Linked DNA regions of Mus musculus: all the other regions are linked to region 1. The links are chromatin contacts, called in public Hi-C and HiChIP or PLAC-seq maps. All regions are on one chromosome and are shown on one strand. The core of a region is the stretch at or near the end of the contact, and the rest is flanking DNA. Distances in the headings are between cores, read along the strand shown. Region 1 has its middle 33 kb from the start of Gm29676. Region 2 has its middle 9.1 kb from the start of Gm47792. Region 3 has its middle 6.4 kb from the start of Gm40930.

What was found. Hi-C and Micro-C count contacts between places; a contact is called where the count stands out from the background. HiChIP or PLAC-seq counts read pairs in DNA pulled down with a chosen protein or histone mark.
Region 2: a Hi-C map of bone marrow-derived macrophages shows a contact between it and region 1, with 25 read pairs. The contact joins two enhancer-like sites. A contact is called at or near these places in 1 of 15 datasets of contacts at CTCF or cohesin (CD8 T cells), 8 of 484 Hi-C or Micro-C datasets (bone marrow-derived macrophages, granulocyte-monocyte progenitors, muscle stem cells and 3 more), 4 of 115 datasets of contacts at active chromatin or transcription factors (bone marrow-derived macrophages, memory CD8 T cells and regulatory T cells) and 2 of 9 other capture datasets (embryonic stem cells and macrophages).
Region 3: a contact with region 1 is called in an H3K4me3 HiChIP or PLAC-seq map of bone marrow-derived macrophages, with 5 times the contacts expected there. The contact joins two enhancer-like sites. A contact is called at or near these places in 1 of 15 datasets of contacts at CTCF or cohesin (CD8 T cells), 11 of 484 Hi-C or Micro-C datasets (bone marrow-derived macrophages, cerebellum, granulocyte-monocyte progenitors and 4 more), 4 of 115 datasets of contacts at active chromatin or transcription factors (bone marrow-derived macrophages, memory CD8 T cells and regulatory T cells) and 1 of 9 other capture datasets (macrophages).

Annotation. Positions count from the first base shown.
Region 1 is chr13:44,290,465-44,295,441 of GRCm38.p6, reverse strand. No RefSeq gene overlaps it. Among named protein-coding and RNA genes, the nearest start is that of Gm29676, 33 kb to the right of the region's middle. Within about 2 kb of position 2,546, at least 50 of the 459 cell types and tissues checked have an H3K27ac peak or open chromatin away from gene starts, as enhancers often do. A contact at or near this core is called in bone marrow-derived macrophages, where this site is marked.
Region 2 is chr13:44,516,024-44,521,000 of GRCm38.p6, reverse strand. No RefSeq gene overlaps it. Among named protein-coding and RNA genes, the nearest start is that of Gm47792, 9.1 kb to the right of the region's middle. Within about 2 kb of position 2,985, at least 22 of the 459 cell types and tissues checked have an H3K27ac peak or open chromatin away from gene starts, as enhancers often do. A contact at or near this core is called in bone marrow-derived macrophages, where this site is marked.
Region 3 is chr13:44,495,719-44,500,695 of GRCm38.p6, reverse strand. No RefSeq gene overlaps it. Among named protein-coding and RNA genes, the nearest start is that of Gm40930, 6.4 kb to the left of the region's middle. Within about 2 kb of position 2,120, at least 6 of the 459 cell types and tissues checked have an H3K27ac peak or open chromatin away from gene starts, as enhancers often do. A contact at or near this core is called in bone marrow-derived macrophages, where this site is marked.

The DNA.
Region 1 (4,977 bases), core at 1,297-3,796:
GTACTGCTCCCCTTCTGAACTTACCAAGGTGCTCACCAAGGAAGCAGAAAACCCCCACACGTGACACCACCTATTTCCCTAGTCAGATGCAATCTTGCTTCTGGCAGAAACAGAATGTGGCTTCGGCTCTATGTGTTCACCTGATTGCCATTAACAGGTTGCTTAGTCATATATATGACACAGCAAAGCCGTATTAGCTACTTGACTGGCTGGTCACTATGACCAAGTTCCTGACCAGAAGCAATCCATGGCAGGAAGAGTTGCTTTTAGTCCATTGTTTGAGAACTTCTTGACTATCAGGGCAGGAAAGCACAGTGGTGGGTGGCTCTGTGATAACAGAAGCAAGTAGCCAGGACGCCTTACATCTGAGTGGAAGAAGAGGTCTGAATGGTGGACTGTAGCATGCAGTTTTTGCTACCCTGCTTTAAGCCCCAGGCAGACCACTCTACTGGCTCCACCCAGGTTCTTTCAGATCTGTGGATGAAACACAGACACAGACACACACAGACACACACAGACACACACAGACACACACAGACACACAATTGCTCAGTTAACTTTAGTCCCAGCTCAGCATCCTAAATCTGCCCTCAGCTTAGTAATGTTTCTAACCTCCTCCCTGGAGAAGCAGCCTACAGTCTCTGTGTCACCTTTTCTCCTTCTGAAGCATAGCCAAATTCTCCCTTCCTCCCCAGTGACTCTTAACCTGCCTCTGGGGACCCAGAAGTCCTGCCTCTTTCCTTCTGCCCAGCAATTAGCCCCGAGCATCTTTATTGATCATTCACGAACCAATTGGGGAATAGGATCTTAACATCAGAACCACCCTCTACAGTGGAACTTGGCTGGCTTTCTCCTTTTTCCCTTTTCTTGTCTTGGGATTCCAGCCAACGGCATGGTGTTGCCCAGCTTAGGGTGGGCCTTCCTTCCTCAGTTAGATCTTTCTGGAAACGTCCTCATTGACATGACCAAAGATGTACCCCCTCGGTGATGTCAACTTAGTCAAGGTGGCAGTCGGAACGCACCATTCCAGACTGCAACTGAGCACTTGCTGGAAGCCATTGCAAATGAGTCTCTGATCATGCACAGAAACCTGTCTTGCATGAAGCTGTGTGTGCCCCGTATGTGCTCGTTTCTTATGTATGCAGGACATTGACTGGCAACAGAAAGCCAGCGTTGTAGCCCTGTTGAGACCAGAATCCTAGTTCTATAAATCCCCGAGGGGTCCTCCACTGAGATTTAATTTAATTTTTAAGTCTTGGCAAATGGGATGCTGTATGTTTGGGTAGACTCGCATCGTTTAAAAGGTTCTTGCAGTTTAGATCTTGCGTGTAATTTGTTACATTAGCTCTGGGCAAAAATATTTGCTTTTTGGTCCTTTGTGGTTTGGGTTCCTCCTCAATACTGACCTGGCATGCTAGAGAAGGCAGAGCTGTGGAAACGAGCCATGGGGAAGGGGAGGGAGGTGTCGGCGAGCCCGTGCAGTAAAGCTTGTTGCTAATGGCAGCTTGGTAGACTGTAGGAGCGGGCACGTGATTTTCCTGGCTCGCTTGACAGTTCTTGTGTATTTTGGATCTTACCCTGTTGAGAGCAGGAAACCGAAGCAGCTTGGATGAGGCCCTTTAAACTCAAATGGAAGTTGGGAAAATGTTCCTCCCAATACATTAGATTAAGTGAGAGTGGGGATTTTGTTGTTGTTTAAAGTGAAATTCACCCTGTTTTTATGAGTCCTGACAATATAAAGGTTGGCTGTCTTTAACATGAACAGACCCACAATGAGTTATTCTAATTGAGAATTTGGCTATCTTCTTGGATTCTAAACCTGTGAGCACTGGGTAATATTCCACCACTAAGGGCTTACTCCTATATCTGTGGAGACAAGAATGAGGCAGATACCATGCCCCATTTTATTAGAGCAATTACAGAAAAAAAAATCCAGTCCTTCTCCATCATTCATAGTCCAATAATGGAAAATTCTAGAAAGAACTAAAAAAATTTTTTTTTTATTTCACATTGATAGGGATCATATTCTGGGTCTAGTGAATGCCAGGCATTCAACCCCAGATCTATACCCCCCAGGATCAACTTGTAAGCTTTTTCTCCTCTCCTCTCCTCTCCTCTCCTCTCCTCTCCTCTCCTCTCCTCTCCTCTCCTCTCCTCTCCTCTCCTCTCCTCTCCTCTCCTCTCCTCTCCTCCCCTCCCCTCCCCTCCCCTCCCCTCCTCTCCCCTCCCCTTTCCTCCTCTCCTCCTTTTCTTCTTCCTCCTCCTCCTTCTCTCTCTTTCTCTCTCTCCCTCTCTCTTTCTTTTTCTCTTTGAGACAGGGTTTCTCTGCGTTGCTCTAGCTGTCCTGGAACTTGCTCTGTGGAACAGGCTGGCCTTGAACTCAGAGCTTCTCCTGCCTCAGCCTCTCAGTGCTGGGATTAAAGGTATGCACCATGCCCGGCTCAATTCATCAGCTTTGTATTGTGCATTTATTGAGCAGCATAACAAAAATCCCACGTGTCCTGCCTGAGACAGGAAGTCTCCTTTGCTCAGTGTACCCTCTCTGTGTGAGCTTCCTGCCTGATTGCCATTGGGTAGCTGCCTCTGTTCTCACATTCACACTCTAGGTGCTGCAGAGCCTGAGCTCAAATGAGTCTTATTTTACTTAATAATGTTCCCAGAGCACAAGCTAGGGATGTCGGTAATTCAGATATGTCAGCGTTTCCTTCAAGAGAAACTGAAAGTACAGGAAAATAGTTTGAGAAAGATGAGGTCACTGAGACCCAAGGTCACATTGGATGCATGTGACAAATGTAACGTTTCTTCCTGTGGTGATTCTTGCAGGGGTATCTGGGTATTCTGGGCATTGCCTTGAGGTTAAATAGTAGCCACAGTGATTTTAGACCTGCTCCTTTCTACGGCACAGCATCAGCCTCAGAACAACAGCACAGAATGTTTTATAGCCAGCTTTGATCCATAACTGTAGAGGAAAGGGGAAGCTAAAATACTCCTTGCTAGCTGTCACTCAGAGAGCCAATGTGGTCCTTGTGAGCAGGCAGATCCTCTGCAGGGACATACCTCTGCCTTGGGCCCTGGTAGCAAAACCTTCTCTTCTTGTTATCTCACCCTAGGTGACATAGTGGCTTCTTGGCATTGCTTATCTATGGGTCGGTTTGAGTTCCATAAGGGTTTATACAACTCAAAACTGTATGCCTCTACGATATATATGTGTATGTGTGCTTTGATATGCGTGTTAACTGTGCATTGATAAATCTAGCTAACTAATAGATGTATGACCTCACGTGCTAAGGGTTTCGATAGCTTGTGTCTAATATTTTTCAATACCTCTGCAGCACCATGCCATGTATGAGATACTGGCTTGTCCAGCCAGAAGACTCCTCAGGTACAGCTCCGTCCCTTATTTTTACTGATTAATTAATTAATTAGTTCCTGAAGTGGGTACTGACTTTTCCAAAGTCAACAAGTTTCTGGTGGGGAGGGCAGACAGAGGAGACATTTCACAGATGTGTGCAGATAAGTACTATAGCACCTTATCTACTGTATCATATGACACCGATTGGATACATAAAAATTGAAGTATTGATTTCCCAGTGAGCCTTCTCATTGCTGGGCCTTCGTCTTCAAGCAGACATTTTATATTGAGTGGACAGAAACGTTAATTAAGTAATGCAACTCATGTTTATTGATTGTTACTAAGGGCAAGGCTCAATGCTGTGTGCTCTGGGAAGGACACACATGGATAGAGAATGAGCCGTGTTCTCAGGACCTTCTCTCTCAAGGAAGAAATTGGAAGTATTTTATCAAGGATTCTGTGCATGTCAAGTTTTCTGTGATTACACAGAACACTGCGGTCTCCACGTGATGCATGTAAGTAGTGTGTACCTCACACATGGAAAAGCAGAAAGCAGCTTCTATAGGCAGAGTTAGAGGAAATCCCACAGAGTGAGTGGCATTTCATTGACCTGAAACGAGCAGATATTTGGCCACCTTTACCTGGTAGGAAAGAGTTAGGATCAAAGGTGAGGAAGGACACAGTGAGTGGCTGAGAGGGACTGGAAAGCTGTTTGGTCAGATGTGGAGAAATCAATTTGGGTAACTGTGAGACATCACCGTTAATGGACTCTAACATGTGGACTGTTTGAATATGAAATGTCCTCCAAAGTCTCACGCTCGGAACACTCGGCCTCACCTGCTGACGTTATTCTGGGAGACGTTGGGAAACTTTTGCGGCTCGGAGGTAGATCCAGATGCAAAGAGCTAGAAACACACCTGACCGTCTGGATCGATCGTCTGGAGACGATCCAGGGTCTGGCACATGCTGGGCAAGTGTTTACCATGGAGCTATCCATAGCTGCCTTCCTTTTTCACTTTTCGTCTTGAGGCAGGGTCTCGCTAAGGTGCTCTGAAGTCTATGTTGATTGAAGTCTAGGCTAGCCTTGAACTCATTCTGTAGTCCAAACTGACCCAGAGTCCTTAGCCCTCCCGCCTCTGCCTTCCAAGTAGCTGGAATTATCGGCCTGTTCCACCATGCCAAGCTTCAGACACCCCGACCTCCTAGTTCCATTGGTTCAGGTTTAGTATAGTTTTCAACATAAATAATTGAAGATGAAGTTAAAGCAATTTGAAACCTGTTTTTTATTGACTAACAACCCACCAAGCCATTTTCACTCTTTCATTTACAGACGCATATACATACTTGCCATTAAGCATAGGAACATTTTCTCAGTTTCAGGTTGGCCATCTCCATGATCCGAAGCACAGGGGTGATATGGGTACTTGTGTGTGGGTTCTGTATGCTTTCTTTTCTATATCTACTTAATTCTGGTTTTCTACCTTTACCAGCTAGTATCCTAGATGTTTATTGCAAGGGTGTTTTTAATGGCTGTCCATAAAGGCCTTACTTTAAGCTTTAAAAAATAATCTTGACCGGTAGGAGAGATGGCTCAGCAGTTAAGAGCACTTAGCTCTTGCAACCAG
Region 2 (4,977 bases), core at 1,736-4,235, 230 kb before region 1:
GATCTCCAGTTCACCTTCTTCCTGTTTCAGGCTCCTGAGAGCAGAGATATTACAGGAGTTCATGCCACTGGCCAGGCCACTTAGTGTCCACGGAAAAATCTTCCTCCTCTGCCTCATCATGCTCCTTACTGAGTCCTAACCAAGGCCAATGTCCCAGGGGTCTCAAGGACCTGAAGTTTTTGTGGGGGTGGGGGTGGGGGTGGGGGTGGGGGTGGGGGATGCTATGATCCACAGCTGCCAAGGTATGCAGTATGTGGACGTGTTTGTGAGGGGGCTGCAAGCTAGCAGCTCTTAGCCGTTCCTGTGTAGTGGCCTGTGTTGTCATTGTCTGTGGAGGGGACCAGGATGGAACAGCACCAAACATGCCTCTTTGGTAAGAGAAGTATAGTACTTAGGCTGCAGGTATTCAAGTTGCTGGATCTTTTTTTGTTCGAAAACTGAGCTTCCTACAAGACTTCTAGTCTTATCAGTTCCTTCCCTGGGACCAATTCAGTCACCTTCTCTCCTCAGAGGCCAGAGTCTCCGAGTCACCTAAACAGTGTCCTAAGACCATTTCTTCTCCTGGCTACTCTCTTGAGAGAGCTGGGTTAGCTTTTCAAAAAGTCCGTCATTAGGAGGTAAGTTCCCTCTCTCTGCTCCTCTCCCACTTTCTCCTAACTTAGGTATGTAACCCTCCATTCTACCCGCCTTCGACACTCTCATATAGAGTGGAGAGTGGCTGTCCTGAGCAGGAGAATCTTCTATGGAGATTTCAGACTGGCAGTTAGTTTTTCTCCTGTTAATCTGTCTTTCCTTGGTCTAATTTACAGAGCTGCAGCCAACCAACTTAGGAGGGGAGATGGAAAAAGGTCCCTATCTGTGTGCTTACTAAATCTTTCAGTATTTCAACAGCATGGAAAATCTTGGAAGATGGGAGCCACTACCCATCATAAGCCCTGACTCCCAGTACCTATACCAAAAACACCCAGTGAACAGCTAGCTCAATGTTAAGCTGTGTGTTAGGAATGCACAAAAAACAAACAAACAAAAACAAAACTGACCTAAAACTGAGGTTTATGGTAAGGATGATGGGCTCTGGGGGAGAGTTAAGGGTATTTTGGTCAAGGCAGAATCTATATGTACAAGTCTTGCGCTGTGCCTTAAACATGTGCTGTGGGCCGAGTATACTTGCCTACTTAGTATGTTAGTGATTCTCCTGTGCTCACCTCGCCCACACAGTGACTGTAGTTGCATTCTTTAGTCCAGTACTTCATGGGTCAACAGGACCCATGAGGGCTTTTCCTTACTTAGCCATTAGGCACCAGAGAACAGTCAGGTTGGAAGCCAAGCGCTAAAGTTTCCAGGATTTGGCCATTCAGTTCCTCTTGGGATCCTGTCGTTTGAACCTGACTCTTGGCCATGCACAAAAGGGATATTTTATCTTCCTTTGGCCCTTTCTTTACGGTTTTGTCTGTACTGTTGGCAGTGGGTGCTTACCTTTTGGCAATATCTGCATTTGGGTGTTTTAACATGTCTTTTACTCCTATCCTGCCCAACTGATAGGTAATCAATTGTGAGGTTAGCAAAGAATGCCATACCTGCAAGAGGTGAGAACCCTTCCATCCCCTGCCCCTGCCTCTCGACAGGGCTCTTGCCATGTGACCTGGTCTGATGTGGTACTTACTATGTAGCCGAGGTTGACCTCAAGCTTTTGTTGATCTTTCTAAGCCCTGAGTATGTGTCGCCACACCTTACCTGGAAGAAAGTCTTAAAGGGAGATTTCTGGATTCCCGGGTTGACTTGATATTTAGAGAAGGCACGAGACTCATCCTGTTCTGTTCTTGCATTTTTATAAAAGGGTAAATGTCGTGTTGATGTGGGTGACGATGTGCCTCCTTCTCTCAGCATTTGAAACAGACGGCTTTTCCTTGGAGGACAGTTCAGAATCTCCCTGCATGGCAGTCCCTCGGGGGTGGGATGGGAGATGATCATAGCTGATTGTCACACATGACACCGGATACTGTATTAAATGCTATATCAAGGCAGCATTATCGTTTGGTTCCATTTTTGATGTGCTGATTAAGTCAAAGAGTCTAAAGTTGATTCTGAAATGTTTTGAATGTTTCTTTAGCACTGTTCTCTATTTAAAACTATTTCTCTTTCTCCTCCTCCTCTCTTTCCTCCTCCTCTTCCTTCTTCTCCTTATTTTATTATTATTTTTTTGAAGACAGTCTCGCTATGTAGCTCCGGCTGGCCGGTGGGGAGCAAACTCTGGGTTCTCGACCTTTAGCATTTTGAGAAATTCACCCATAATGCTTCTCTCCACTTTCTGGTATTTGTTTTCACAGTTGCTCTCTGTTTATGGCAGGCAACCCTGGGTTTTGATTCAGCATTTGTGTCAAGAGTTTTAACATAAGAATGAAGATTTTAGAAAAATGAATTGACTTAATGAGAGTAAGCAATGGATAGAATTTGAAGTGGTGGGGATTTCGTAGGTGTTCTGCTGATGTGTGCAGGGGAGCATGGGATGCGATGGTCCTCGTTCTTCTCCTATTGCCTAATTATAGCATCCTCTTGTCATTCATCCTCCCCCCCCAATCTTATGGGGGTATTTCCCACTTTGCCCGGCTTGATTTACTCTCTGTTCCTCTTTTTTTCTCTCCACCAGTTTCTACTGCTGGGGGATTTCCTTCTGTGAGGAGAGGACTTACCCCTATATGAGGTATGTCCTTTCTTTCTTTCTTTCTTTTTTTTTTTTTGGTTTTTTGAGACAGGGTTTCTCTATGTAGCCCTGGCTGTCCTGGAACTCACTCTGTAGACCAGGCTGGCCTTGAACTCAGAAATCCACCTGTCTCTGCCTCCCGAGTGCTGGGATTAAAGGCGTGCGCCACCACACCCGGCTTAATGTCCTTTCTTTTGCAATCTGTTTGCTTGTTGTCTAGTTCGTTATGGTGTGCTAGAGTGAATGAGATCTGTATAGCAGTGGGGTCAGGCATGCTCTCTTTGCTTGGTCTGATCATTTTAATCATTTCTTCTAGCTTCTGGTCTCGGTGTAGATCACTTTCTTTTCCTCTGTGTAACTGGTTGCCCCGCCCCCCTGTCCCCCTGCTGCTAGGGTCCAGGGGGTGGACTCTGATTCATCTCAGCATTTCGTACAGAACCCAGTGAATATACAGTATGGCTCACAATCCGAGTAATGTCTCAGCCTCGGAATTCAGAGTCATGTGAAGAACAGGAGAATCCATGAAGACACAGGTGGAGCCAGGCCCTGGACTCAATCAACCAATCAATAGACACAGGTAGAGGTTATAGACACACAGAAAGACAGACACAGACAGACAGACACATGCACGCACGCAGGCACGCACTCCCCTACGTGTAAGAAAAACAAACAAACAAACAAAAAAACCCCTCAGTACTGGTATTTGCCATTCCCAACTTTAACTAATGGCAGTACTGTGAGAGAGGAGGGCTTACTGATTAACATTGGAAGCCAAGCTATGGATGCGACTGACTGCTCTGTCCTAACTCTGTGGGCTGTTGTAGTCTGAGAGCTGCTCGCCGATCCCACTTGACATACACCAGCATGTGTGTTCTTTCTCTGCTATCCTGTATTTCTGCCCACATTGCTGGGCTTAAGAAAATGTGTGTTTGTAAGCTACGCAAGACCTAGGCTGTCTCCTGTTGAATCGGATTCTCATTAAGAAAAAAAGAAAGAAAGAAAGAAAGAAAGAAAGAAAGAAAGAAAGAGAATGGGGGAGGGGCAGTAAGCAAATAGGAAATCCAGGGACCATTCTATATATTTTTTTTTAGACCAATGCTTATTTTCTTGGCAGGCAAATGCTTTTTTCTCACCTTTTGACGTACTCCTAATGGTCCCATTAAAATACATTTAGCCTTTTCTCCCTCCTCCGTCTGCCAGCACTCCCCATCATGTGGTGAATGTCAGACAGGTTTTAAGTTCCGAAGAGCAGAGAACAGGCTGAGTTGGAACAGGATCATATGTCCTCCTCCCACCCCCTAGAAATGTGCACCCTCTCCATTTTATTGTGCAGTGTTCAGTTGCAGCTGGACCTGGAGGTGCTGGGATAACAGGAAGATGTCACTGACGCTCAAGTCTGTCTGATGCTGAGGATGGGTTCCTAAGAGGATGTCTCTTCCACTAGGAGTCCTTTGCAGCACAGGATCTGGACTGTTGTTTTTAGATGTTCCCTCGTGGCCCTGTATAGATGATCACCAACATTCCTTCCATTTCTCTGAGTAGGTGATTTTCTATGGTGACTAGGGGTGAGGGGTGGTAGTGGTGGTGCTACGGAGCACCTCAAATTCCCTTCCCCATCTCCTGGAGTGACACAAGATTCCTTACAGGAAACTGCCTTTCTCTGCCTGTGGGAAGGAGTGCTGCATCTTGTGGTTTTTGAGGTTCTAGCAGCCAAGGAGGGGCTTACAAGGCTGCCGGGCCAAGCAGGCAAGAAGGGGTCCGGTACCCTTCTCTCTCTTCTGAAGACCTTCCAAGGGTAGAAACCAAACCCAGGCTCTGACTCAGAGAATTGTGGATGGTCAAAAGATGTTCATTATGATAGCTATGATGGGGACCTACAGAAGCACCCAGAGAGGAGCCTGGTCCAGGGACGAGCAAGAGGAAGCCTGGAGTCAGATGCTCCTATGTTGATGCCTTGGAGCAGAGGAGGGGGGCAGTCTACCCTCTAAAGCAGTGGGTCTCAACATGTGAGTCATGACCCCTTAGGGGCAGAACAACCCTTTCACGGGGGTCACCTAAGACCATCGGAAAACACAGATTTTTACATTGTGATTCATAACTGTAGTACAACCAATTTATGCTTAGCTCTGACTAGCTTACAAATAAATGAGACTTAGACTAAGGTTATTTTATTTGGCTTTTACAATTACTGAGAGATAACCCCTAAACTACTCTTCTAGATGTTGGCCTGGCCGCCTCCCCAGCAGTATACCCCAGATACTTGCTGTTTCTCCTGG
Region 3 (4,977 bases), core at 871-3,370, 210 kb before region 1:
TCTGTTTTTGCGTCTTTAGGTGGCTCTCGAGTTATTACCACAGTGAAAATCATGTGCTTGTTTTCTGACTTTATTATTCACATGTATGGTCATCTTCTTGTCAGCATGAACCTTCTTGTCTCATTTGTTTATTTCTGTCAGTAGAGAGTTAGGGGTTACCTTTCCTTCAATGGTTTATAATCGGTAACTCCCTTTATTTATTTGGTTGTTCAAATTATCCATACTCCATAGATATGACTCCCATCCAGGTGGTTCCTGCTGAGTTTTCATAAGTCTATAGGCCTTGTGATCATTTGCATCCAGAAGGATCTGTACTTTTGAAGACAATGGCTGGCTGTTTGGACAAATAGTCATGAGTGTGTAACCGCCATGACCATAGCCAAGATGGGGAATGAGTCTATCGGCTGAGAGACTGTCCCTGAGTCTCAGGAAGACCAGTCTCCTCCGTGGAAATCCTGGTTCTGGTTGTCAGTGCTTCCACTCTTGTCTCCAGCTTTACCCTTTCAGAGTGGTTTTGATGACATTTTAGCTCAGTGCTAGAGCCCTTGGCATAGCGTGCTGAAAGAAAGGCGCAGATTCGATCGCTCCTCAGCACTGAGAAAAAAATGGGAAGAGAAGGGAGGTGGGAGTGGGGTTAGGGTTAGGGTTAGGGTTGGGGTTGGGGGTGAGGATATGATTGGGTGCCAAGATCCAACATACTTCACTTAAACATCGGAACTGCACGATACACAGTTGCTGTAGCATGATATGGATATGTGTTCTCTGGACCCTGCTGTCTGGGGATGCTCTGTCACAGGACACAGGTCGGCAGAGGAAAGTGTTCTTCCCAGTCCCTATTCCTGGGCATTTGGTGGTGGTTCCTAGCGGCTTCTGGACCCCACCTGCCCTTCAGAATCTCCAGGGTGGGCTGGCTTATACTCTTCTAATTAGAAAGGATTTCTTTCCCCAGGTATGGCAGAAGGAGGTAGTAAGAGCTACTGGGAGACTTATCTTAGTGAAGAGATAAGAACAATCTCAAATTACTACATTGACTTCCTGTAAATAGATGCTTCTAAAGGGCTGACAATAGCTTCAAAAGTTAAAAAGTAGCTAAAAAACGCCCCTTTGTAAGCCCTCTCCCCAAACTTAAGCAAGCTCCTACTGAGTTTCTTCTTTCTTTTCTACAAAGGTGTTTATCAAATTACTTTTCACATATTCTGAAAAACAACCAAACCAAATCAAATCAAACTACCACCAAGAACAAAAAGAAACTTGAGAATGTCCTCTGTTGGACTTAAAAAAAAATGTAGCAATTCCTGGACTCTTAAGTTAAAGAGTGAAAAGCATTGCTAAAGTCAAGCCGTTACCATTATTCACAAGGATATGTGACTCAACCCGTCATACCTTTCATGGATAAAAGATTTAAACAAAGATCTGGCTGTGATACTGGGGGAGTCATAGTTTTGAAGGGCTCTAGTTTTTGTAGAACTTTGACTGATATCTTTTGATAACCCCACTTTTCTCTGACAGTTGATACAGCTCTTTTTTGGACGGGGGGAATGTTGTTTTTGTAATTTGCATGTTGACAGGACTGCTGGAATACAGACTATGCAATTCTGTTTGCAATGCAAAAGTATATTAGGCAACATTAGGAAATCATAAAACAATGTCTTGCAAATTGCCTTAGAACTAAGATAGGGACTCTGTGATATGTTGATGTATGACGTTCATATATAATATAAAGTATATAGTATATAATTATAGCATATATATGTGCATATATGCCATACATATACATATGTTGGGGAGAGGGTCAGTGAGAACAAGGTGTGTGTACTGACTGGTTTTGTGTGTTAATTTGACACGGGCTGGAGTTATCATAGAGAAAGGAGCTTCAGTTGGGAAAGAGCCTCTAGGAGATCCAGCTATAAGGCATTTTCTTGGTTGGTGATCATGGGGGAGGGCCCACTGTGGGTCCCTGGGCTGGTAGTCTTGGGTTCTATAAGAAAGCAAGCTGAGCAAGCCAGGGGAAGCAAGCCAGTAAGAAACATCCCTCTGTGGCCTCTGTATCAGCTCCTGCTTCCTGATCTGCTTGAGTTACAGTCCCGACTCCTTTGATTAAACAGCAATGTGGAAGTGTAAGCTGACTAAACCCTTTCCTCTCAACTTGCTTCTTGGTCATGATGTTTTATGCAGGAATAGAAACCCTGACTAAGACAGTGTGAAAATACCATAATAATTTCCATGACTTTGTACACTAATTTTAAAAACTAATTAAAAATTCCTCCTGTTATTTTCTTAGTCTTTTGGGGTGGACATATCAGAATATGTGAAAGTGGAAGCTTTGTTCATTTATTCTTTAGTGTGAGTCTGTGTGTGTGTGTGTGTGTGTGCACACTCATGCATGCGGGCATGCACATGCGTGTAGGGGGTGGGGCTAGAGGGGCAACCTTTCGAGTCATTCCTCAGGCATCAAGCCATTCCTCTTGCTTGATTTTTGAGGTCTCATTGGCTTGGGCTCCATGGCTAGGCTAGGTTTGTCTGCAATTCCTTAGCACAGGGCTTCTAAATGTGGGTTCTGGGGTTGAACTTGGATCCTCATGTCTTCTTGGTAAGCACTGTACCGACTGAGCCATTTCCCCAGCACAAAACTGTGTGACAGATTTTTTTTTTTCACTGCTTTGGGGCTGGGAAGTCTGGGGCCTTGCTTATCTGATCTCTGGTGATGGTGCCTGGTTGCTATACAGAGCTGTCCCCTAACAAGGAAGAAGAACGAAGGGCAGAAGGAGCCTAGGAAGGGGTGCCACTCTGCTCACAGGACATCATCACTTCTTAAAGTGCCCCATGGATAAAGACGTTCCAACACAGAATGCTGACATTCAGACCATAACTTGCGACTACTAGGAAACCCAATGACAACTTTTGATGCCATCTTGGGCCTGGCCAAGCAAGCTCTCCAGAAGGTTCATCTTTTGCATTCCACGCTTTTCGTGTTGTCGGTTAGCTTGAAGATGCGGTGATGTAACGTATTCACATGGAAACTTTTGGTCATTAGAGACACAGATGGTTTCTGGCGTGTGGAAAAGAGCACCAGGGAGTGTGTACCTTTACAACCTCTGGCTCACTACCCAGTGTGACTTCTACCAGAGGAAACTTTGCACACCTGCTTTGACTGACGGCACACTTTGGGACTTTGGATTCTCCTCTGAAACAGCTCTACCATTGTGACTGCTTCCTTTCGGATAAGTACCACACATTCATTTATTTATTCCTTTAGAGTCAAGGCTTTCCTGTGTAGCCCCAGCTGGCCTCAGAGCAGAGCTTTCCAGTCTCCCCGGATCCATGGTATCGTCATCGGCGTGTATCAATGTATTAGCATGCCTGGTTCCCATTAACTTTAATCCATGCTTTGCCCCGTCAAATGTTAGCTTTTAAAACTTTTTGAAATGCTATGTCTTGTTTATTTCATCTTCAGTATTTAGATAACTGTGCTGGTTTTGATTATAAGAGACTTTTGACCCGAGAGTTTATTTTTGAGACAGGTCCTTGCTCTGTATACCCCACTGGCTTCCAGCTTGCAGCCCCCTTGCCTCTGCTTTCTGAGTGCTGGGATTATAGGCATGCATAGCTATTTCCAGCTTTCTGGTCTCTCCTTACTGCAATTGCAAACCCTATGAGTTAAATACTCTTTTCATATGTGACCATAGGTTTTCAAGCTGCTCTTTACTGTAGGCCATGCTATTCTACATGAATAATGTGTATAAACTCTTCTAATCCTACTTATGATCGCCATGATGAAATGGCAAAAGTAAGGCACAAATAATTTAACTAAAGTCTAGCCACACAGTAGGTGGCGAAACGGCGTCCAAAAGTGACCGATCCGGAGCCAGCCTCTTCACCGTGTAACATATGTCTCTAATTGAGCCAGCTCCCTGCCAGAGCCCTAACACACCCTGGGCAGGAGAATCGAGGGTGAAAATAGAGTGCTTTATTACTGGAAACATAATAAACTCTCCAGGGAAAGCTTTCTCAAGGGCTTGGCAGTAAGACTGAAGTCACTGTAGCCTTTGAGGCTCCTTTCTTTCTGTCGAAAGAGCTGAGCCTCTAGTGCACAAGGGGCTTCTCTGTAGTGGATGCTAAGAAAATGCAGGAGAACAACAGGCAGGGAACAGGGGGCTTCCTGGAAGCAGGAAGAGCTGGGGTGGAAGGACTCAGGGATGGCTAGGGGCGCAGATAGTACAGGTGCTCGTCTTGGTCCTTTAAGTTTAGGGGCTTTTGAGACTTAACGCAGCAAGATGGCACATCCTCTACCCATCTTTTAACTCTCTGCATTGATGGGGCGTAAGGAAGGAAGATGAAAATACATATGCCAAAAATGCATAGGCCAATAAACACCGTGCTTGACCCACGGCCAGGATGGAGAACCAAAGCAAGCGTCGGTCTGGGGAGAGGACTCAGTGGGTACAGGGTCTTGCCCCCAAGCCTGGATATTAAATGTGAGCTCCTTCTTCTTGTTTCCTCTTTTCTTTGTCACTCTCAGGATCTCCTGTTTTGTTTAGCTTTGTGACAAGGTCTCACCCAAGCTTGTCTCAGAGTGACGATCCTCTGGACTCAGCCTTGGGTAGGACAGGATTACAAATGCGAGCCATCTTCCCGGAGTTCTGCACTTTCTCTTACATCTCACATCTTTCACAGTCTCAATCTCAAGGTTTTTATCTCTCCCCTTGTAGGGAGGTGACAGTCCTTCATTTGTTGTGGCATGATGTTCCCAGGGAAATAACATTGCCCTGTCGCTCATAAGCACTGGGGTATTTTCCAGTTTGGGGCCTCTCTCTGGAGGACTCTTAAAGACACAGGGTGAGACTTGAGGGCCTTATACTGATGGGCGAAAGGCAGAGCACTGTAAAATGTGGGCAAAACACCGACTGACGCGTGAGGGGCTGGTTGTAAATCTGCTTTTATTTTTCCCTCACTGCCTGGAGAGATCTGGGAACTGTG